2 separate regions of the Mus musculus genome follow, and region 2 is linked to region 1. Evidence: chromatin contacts called from public HiChIP or PLAC-seq data. All regions are on one chromosome and are shown on one strand. The core of a region is the stretch at or near the end of the contact, and the rest is flanking DNA. Distances in the headings are between cores, read along the strand shown. Region 1 has its middle 56 kb from the start of Gm19554. Region 2 overlaps Gm51969 (a long non-coding RNA gene).

Region 1 (3,974 bases), core at 1,032-3,531:
AGCCTGATTGCCCAGCATCAGCGACGTGAGCTCCAGGTTTGACCACTGTTGACAGTTGGGCAGAGGCTCTGGCTCCTCTGTTAAGTAGTGGTGCCAGCACACCACCTTTTCCCAAAGCCACCTCGCTGATACTCGTCGAGGTTGATCCTGTGGTTATATGTGTGCCTCCCGTCTTCTGACGCCTCCTGGGCGCGCTGAGCTGGTGTGGCTATGTCTTGCCTCATAGGGGCCCCAGAGTTTCCAGGTCTTCCTCTGGATGGTGTGGTGGCATCAGAAGGAAGAAAAAGAGGCATCCAAGAAGAGGTAGCAGGTGTGGGGGCGGGCCCTAGGCCTATTCCTGAAAGGACGGTTGTGTTCAGACTAGAGAATCCCCAGCGTGTCAGTAATGACTGTACGTGCCATTTTCTTCTAGGTGAGAGCATGTCTACAAAGACTACAGCAGCCTGTATTGATCTCTTGCCTTGGCCTCCAGAATGCTGGGACCATGGTGCACCAGCACTCCTGGCTCATACAGCAATTGTTTTATGAACTTAGGATGAAGCACTCTAATTATGACATGGTTGGCTTCAACATAACCTCAGATTTCCTGCCTCAGTCTCAGGATTACTAGGAAGGGTTATAGGCATGTGATGTCATACCTAAATAATTTGGGATTTTCACTGTTGCTTTCTTGTTGAAATTTTGTGTGTGTGTTGTGTATATGAGTGCATAGGTACATGGACACAGCTTCTGTAAGAGGTCAGAAAACAGTGTTCAGGGTCCACTTTTTCCTCCTTACCATGGGTACCAGGGATCAAACTCGACGTAAAGAGGCTTGCATAGCGAGCTCCTTTATCCTCTCGAGTTGTTTCATCCACCCCTGACTTAGCAGGGTGGGAATATATTTTAAAAATGGCGAAAGTAGCAATGCGTTTTAAAGTATATTTTTAGCTTCACTATTTTGTTCTGCCAGTTAGCTTAGGGTCTGTGTGCTTTTGTTTTTAAGTGGTAAGGATGACTATTAAAGTATGCTTTCTAGGTCCCAGAATTGATGAAGGAAAATCCAGAGATGTGTTTGTATTTTCCTCTGTGGAGTGAGTCTAAGTTGAAGAAAACTGCTTGCCTGGGCTCAGGTTTCCGTCCCCACTTTGTTGTCCTAGTCCCCTCTCCCACTGGACAGGCGGGCAACGCTGAGACGCACAACAAACAGATGAATATGGTGTCTCAGAACACAGTGAATCCAGTTGCAGAGAAGCACCAGAGTCATAAGCCATCCTGTGGTCCTGTGCTTAGGACTCAACTGAGTACTCCACTCCTTTCCTGTCCTTGTGAGGGAAGTCGGGAGGGGGAAGCGTTAGCGGTAAACCCAGCTTTTACGGTAGGGAGGTCTTAGTTTGGTTGTGTCCTGCATTCACCTGCTGTGGCCAAGGGTCAGCTCCTAATGACATTTGGGACTTTTTAGATATTGTGCTCCATTTTAAGACATAGTAAGGGTAGATTTGTCATTAAATAGTTGGCTGAATGTGACCTGATTTTTACTTATTTATTTGTGTGTGTGTCTTAAAATATTTTACAACCCTCTTAGAAGCATTTCTCTTAATTAATTTATAAGATAGTTATTTTTGATCTAACAGATTTCATGCTGAAAATAAGTAGCTTGAATAATTCAAACACCCCTGTTCTGTGGGGCTCTGACACTCCTGCAGACTTCCACTTCAGCCTTGTGTGTTCCATAGTGCGTGTCACATAGTCATGGGGCAGTTTAGATTTTGAGGGTCTTAGGAAGGGCATTTAGTAGTTTTTTTTCCAAGGCTGCCTGGAATGAAGTGTCAAAGGTGTTTCTGGGCTTCACAGTGAGTCTTGGCCACTTGTGCTCCCCGTTGTCTCTGCACATGATGTGGATATTTGGGGGTTGTCTCAGGTGCTAGGCACAAGCAAGCTGCTCTGTCGTTTCAAGGTAGATGTCCCGGCTTTGTGCTTGTCTTGTAGACGCTGTCTCTCTTGGCACAACACTCTCTTCACAAACTTTCACACTGTGCGGTGCCTGGTGCTATGTGATTTCCAGAAATCTGGCATGAGAGCCAGGCCTTGTTTGCGTTTTCTAACGGCAGTGGAGCTGTTAATAAAGAGATTGATGATAAAGTTGTCGAAAAGAGACAGTTGGGCAGAACTGCTCCCCATGAGTGACAGAGGGCATGCTCTGCCTTCACAGCCAAGAATGCTGCCCCCAGCAGAGAGCCGACCGTGCCTGGACACCGTGCCAAGACTGTTGGAGCTTCGCTGCACGAGTAGGCTCCTGCCTTTCCCTCTCATTTCCTGTATTCTCAGTTCTTGTCCCAGGTTCAGGAGTCATTCAGAACAAACATGTGTACTGTGACCCTCCCTCTGCAAAATAAATGTCAGTTCTCATAAGTCACCCCCATTTAACTTAGCAAAAATTAGGTTTTAATCTGAAAGCACAAAAGCTGTAGCTTTTATTAAAAGCCCTCATCTAGGCTGTGTCCTTCAAGTCCTGATGAGTAAGTGCTGTCTACACAAGGGTGTTGAGTGTCACAGCAGTTACCAGTATGACGTGGCTTCCATGCTGTTGGAAGCTTAGGACTGACATCCTGTCTGCCTGCAAAGAATTTGCCTCTAGAATTTAGGGGCTGAGAGCTTTGTCTTGTCTTGTTTGCCTTGAGTCCAGCACCCACTAGACATTGTCTCAACGTTTATATTACATCAGCCAGGATACTACATACACTATTTTTGACTCTTTTAATATCGACTTTAAGGGTACAGTTGTTTTCTGTTTCCTTTTTGTTTATTTTTTGCATTTTTGAGTCAGGGTTTCATTGTAGCTAGCCTGGACCAGGCTGGCACCTCAGCTCACAGATATCTGTTCTTGCCTCTGTCTTCTAAGTGTTGGAGAGCTTGTGTTGTGTGTGCTACCACACCTGACTTGTCTGTAATTTTGTAAGTTACCCCATGTATATGCTTTGGCTTTGTTGAATGTAACCTTTTACTGGCTCCCTCTTTTTTAAATCATTGTGGCTTTTATATTGTTATATGACTTAAATGGGGGCAGTTTTTGTTTCTCAATGGAAAGTCTTTTTTTTTAATGATTTCACTAGCCAAAACTCCCCTGAGACTCATATGCCTCAAATTTAATTTTTAAGTACAGTAACAAATCCTTTGAGTACTTGCCTGGCATATATGAAGTCACCCTGATTTTGATTTCTAGTCAACTCCCCAGTATGTACCTGTATGTTCACCCCCATGTAACTCCCATGACGTCTGAGAAGTAGGGTCTAGTCAGCTGCCCAGGTCATTGTGCCCATGCAGCGCTACCCTGGCACTGGCGAGCGTCCATACTTTGTAATTGCATCTCTGGGCAGCAGTGGAAGTTTCAAGGTTATCCAGGATTTCACAAGGAAGTTCTGACTCATCTCTAATAGGAGATGTTTCTCAGGCTTGTCACTGGTTGGTTTTTAAGATAGTTTTTCTGTTGCCCCAGCTATCCTGGAATTCTGTAGACCAGGCTAGCCTTGAGCTCACAAAGATCCACCTGCCTCTGAGCCATTCACCACCCTTTTTGTTGTTGGCTTTTTTTTCCTTCTTGAAGACTTCTTGATGTGTAACCCAGGCTGGCCCTTAAAGCTAGAAGTTCCTGTTTCAGCCTTTGGAGTTGGGATTATAGGCAAGTACCACTGTGCACGCCTTGGGTTTACACTCTGCCTAACCTGAAGCGCTCGGACATGCCTAAGAGCTAGCTGCAGTGGTGCATGATTTTCACTTAGTTCCTGGGAAGCAGAGGCAGCAGAACCTGTGAATTTGATGCCAGCTTGGTCTACATAGAGTTCTGGCTTTTGTAGCAGAATTTTGATAGGAAGCCACTCTAAAGCAGGTTTGTGCTGCATTGGCATTTAGGGCTGCTGAAATTGTGAGCCCAGTGCCTCGTGCACGGTTGGTACACTGTCTACCAACCTGCTGTGCAAATTGCTGTCCTAGGGAGA
Region 2 (3,974 bases), core at 781-3,280, 630 kb after region 1:
TCAGACACAATGCAAAATATTTTTCAGTACCATGATATTTGGAGGCTGAAAAGACAGAAGCAGCCACTGGCATAGCGGCACCCTCTTGTAATTCAGGCATGCAGGGCAATGTAGGCAGGGACCTGGGAAGTTTGAGGCTACCACAAAGGATGGAGATGGTGCTCAGCCTCAAACAAACAATTGGAAGAAGGGGGGGAGGCTAAGGGGAGATACTTTTTTATTTCATGATTTATTCTTATTTATTAATTCTCTGTGTTTAAAGTGAAAGCAGAAAGGTACTGAATGGTTCGCTCCGAATGTTAGCATCTGCCAATGGGAGGATCTGCTGGTTTGGGTGTAAGAGAGCTCCGGCTGTGTTATGGTCTATACAGAGACAAACACCGAAAGTACTATGCAGGCATTCATATTCTATTCTAAACACAGAAAAACCAGAAAACATAGAAGAAAGTACATTGTGCTCTGACGGGTGAGACTGTAATTAATTTTATTTTGATTTTGTATGAACATTTTTGCTTGCTTGGTTATTTTATTTCATTTTATTTTATTTAGACAGGGTTTCTCTATGCAGCCATAGCTGTCCTGGAACTCATTCTGTAGACCATTGCTGGACTTGAACTTAGAGACCCAGCTGCCTCTGCCTCCTGAGTGTGGGGGTTAAAGGCGTGCGCCACCCCTGACTGCACACATTATTTTTTTAAATCTTCATTGTAACTCTATATGTGTATACACATATTCTCTGCATACATTACTTAAACTCTTTGTTTAGATGTCTTTTTTTAGCTTTCTTACTTTTATTCCTTAAAAAAAAAAACCCAAGGATATAATGAGGCATAATTATGTAAATACCGCATATTTATCTGTGCAGTGCTTTTAGATGCATGGTGGTCTCCGTGTATGCCTGACTCTCTCCAGGAAGCCAGGCCTCCAAGTTAGAGTTCCCATTTTACAGATGAGACAATGAGGCCCTGGACAGTTCAGTGAGATGAAAAGCAGAGTAGGAAGAACCTGTCAACTACTGTGCATCGTGGGTTAGCTTAGGAATACACGTGCTTGGTATATAAAGTGTAGCAAGGGCCCTGAACCCATGGGGATGCCAAACCTGGCATTCAGAGAGTGCACCAAGAATTGGGTCCTTTAGGAATTCCCGCCAACGCTTAGAGGAGGTGTGGGGGTGGTGGCGGTGGGGAGGAGTGTCTCTAGTGTGACTTTTTCACTGTGCAGTAAAGTCTCTCTCAATTTAACTTCTTCCTCTCCCATTTCATGTGAGTGTCTCTGTGTGTATCTGTTTCTGTGAAGAGCATGAGCCGGAGGGTGCCTATGTGTGCTTATATGTGTGTCTAATAAGCCCAGAGATCGAGTCCGGTGTCTTCTACCACACGCTCTCTCAATGGCCCGGGGCTCATCCAGCAGACTAGGCTGCCTGACCATTGATCTTGGGGTCTTGCACATCGCTGCCCCCGCCCCGTGATGGTATTACAAAGTGTGTCATCAGACCTGGCTTTTTATGTGGGTTCCAGAGCTCAAGTCCCCATTCTTGCTCAGCAAGCATTTTACCCAGGGAGTCATGTCCCCAGCCCAGCTGAGCTTCTCTATATAAACTCTGAACTCAGGCCCGAAAGCACACTCTCTTCCTCATTCACTATCGTCACTTTTTTTTTTTTTAATTTTTAAAATCATCACCCTTTTGTAAACTGAAACATGGAAACCAAAAACCAAAACGACAGCAACGCTTGAGCCTCTGAAGCCTGGCGGTGGTTTGACGGGGCTGTTCGGGAACCTCTGCTTGTGTGTTCCTGTGCCCCCTCTCCCAAAATGTGCCGCAATCAGAAGGCTCAAAGCTCCTCGCTGACTCCCCTACAGCTCTCAGAGTTAAAGCCCTTGCAACGACCTCTGAACTCCAGCCAGATCCGCGGTGTCTGCACCACTTGCCTCTGATAGTTCTGCTCCAAACAGGGTCTCTCTGGCTCAGCCCTAATACCTCTTTGGTCCTAGGCCTTCAGATAGGTTCTGCAAGGTGCAGTTTCCATGGCTTTCCCCCGGAGGCGCATGCGCACCGCACCTTCCGTTGCATCTTACTAAACCATCCCCTTTCAATACGAGCTTCCTCAAATTCCAGCTGCGTAGTACCAAAGTGCCAGGTTGGGTCTGAGCGGGGATACCCCACAGGGACAGGCATTCTATAGCTGTGCTTACCGCCGGGGCACCAGACTGAGGAGGACGTCAGTCCTTAATGCAAAACTGCCTTTAATTGTTCCTTGCAGATCTGAGCAGAAGGAAGCACGGGTTCTCATCTTTTAGCCTCGGTGACCTCTGACCTCTTATCAGAAGGACGCAGGCCAGGCCACTAGCAAGTTAGGAAGCGCTGTCCCGTGTTATCGCTGAAAGCTACGCATTTTCTTGCGAGACAAACATTATTTGAGGCCACGCAAGTACACACTGCACCTCTGGAGTTAGGCTGTTTTTCAAGGCTGGGGACAGGTCGCTGTTATTTTTGTTGTGTGTTTTTTTTTTTTTTTTTCATGGCTCTTTTTAGTCTTCCACCTGTTTACTGGGTTTGCTGGGCTCAGCCTCCAGAAAACAAGACAGAAAGCACCTCTCTGTGTTGCGTAGATTTAATACGCTCCGGGGGAACCCAGCACTGGTGGGTTAAGGAACAGGAATGTGCTCCCAGTTTAGGAAAGACAGTTCTTCAGCTTGAGTTTGTTTGGATGAAAACAAGACGGGCCCACATTTCTGTGTAAATCTGAAACCAGACAAGTTTCACACAGTTGCACATTTCAAAAAAGAAAAAAAAAAGAAAGAAAAAAAAACCGTTCTGCTCCCGTTTGGTGAGTATTCCGTGTATCGGGGGGAGGGGACCCCCTTAGACTTTCCAATGACAAAACGATTCCTCTTCTCCTCTCCAAAACCCTTTTTTGAGCCGTGTTCTCGGGTGTAGACTGGTTCTCTGGTGTGTATGGGAGTCTGGGATGCTGGAAGATGCTTCTATGAGATGTCAGCTCCGGGGCATGCTGTGGAACTTGCCAGAACAATCCCATTGCCCATAAATACAAAATCCTCTTTCTCACCCAGAGTGCCAGGTGCACCTTCGTCCAGAAAAACCTCAGCCTGGCCTAGGAGAATATTGTGTTCTGAGATTTTTCTGCAAATACACACACACACACACACACACACACACACACACACACACACACTTTCTCTTTCTGTCATTTTCTGTGTTAACCACATTCTTAAAACCTGGAGGCACGCCAATTTTTTTTTCTTGAAAACGGAAAAAAAATTCAAAAGTTTTTTTTTTTTTTGTAATTGAAATTCATGACAAATTACAGACAGTTTTTTTCTTCTTCCTGTCTCTTTTAGAACAACGTGTCCTTAGAAAAGAGCTTTCTTATTGAAATGGAACTTTGTGGAACCCGAGGAATGTGGCTGGGATGGATGGAGCTACCTGTCACTGCTGTGAGCCATGGCTGCCCACGCCCACAGGACCAGTGTTGTGCCTCTCAGAGCAAGACACTGTTGGAGGTCCAGTGGACAGGACCCCCCCACCCCCAATGAAAAGCAGAAACCGTTTGTTTCAGACCTGGGTGTTGGCCAGGTCAGGCTGGTGGGTGTGCCCAAGTGCACCTTGATTTCTGTCCAGGTAGTGCCTCTTCTAATATAGATGCAAGACAAAGGTCAAATAGCCACCCTGCGGTCCGGTACAACTCATAGTGTAATGATTGAGGGTGAGGTTTATCTTATTTAATTTTAATTTATTTTTGTTCAACTGTTTGGATTAAGATTGTCGCTGTAATTGCATTTACTAAAACCCTAGATAATCGTATGCCTCACAAATAGATTTTTTTTTCCCCTTCGAGGTCATACCAAGGCCATAACTTTGACCTTTTCATAAGAACCTGGTGTCTTCCAGCTCCTGGTGAATTCACTGCCACACGGTACAAATTTTAAAAGGTGCCTGCAGCATGTCTCTTTGT

Evidence for each region. HiChIP or PLAC-seq counts read pairs in DNA pulled down with a chosen protein or histone mark.
Region 2: an H3K4me3 HiChIP or PLAC-seq map of forebrain shows a contact between it and region 1, with 18 times the contacts expected there. The contact joins two enhancer-like sites. A contact is called at or near these places in 1 of 39 promoter capture datasets (hippocampal neurons), 5 of 484 Hi-C or Micro-C datasets (cerebral cortex, cortical neurons and ventral hippocampal neurons) and 5 of 115 datasets of contacts at active chromatin or transcription factors (astrocytes, embryonic basal ganglia, embryonic forebrain and 2 more).

The regions. Positions count from the first base shown.
Region 1 is chr12:105,841,275-105,845,248 of GRCm38.p6, forward strand. No RefSeq gene overlaps it. Among named protein-coding and RNA genes, the nearest start is that of Gm19554, 56 kb to the right of the region's middle. Within about 2 kb of position 2,282, at least 26 of the 459 cell types and tissues checked have an H3K27ac peak or open chromatin away from gene starts, as enhancers often do. A contact at or near this core is called in forebrain, where this site is marked.
Region 2 is chr12:106,472,636-106,476,609 of GRCm38.p6, forward strand. It overlaps Gm51969 (a long non-coding RNA gene), which reads left to right. Exons shown (of 2, transcript XR_003950178.1): 2 at 3,361-3,974. Among named protein-coding and RNA genes, the nearest start is that of Gm32876, 4.6 kb to the right of the region's middle. Within about 2 kb of position 2,031, at least 30 of the 459 cell types and tissues checked have an H3K27ac peak or open chromatin away from gene starts, as enhancers often do. A contact at or near this core is called in forebrain, where this site is marked.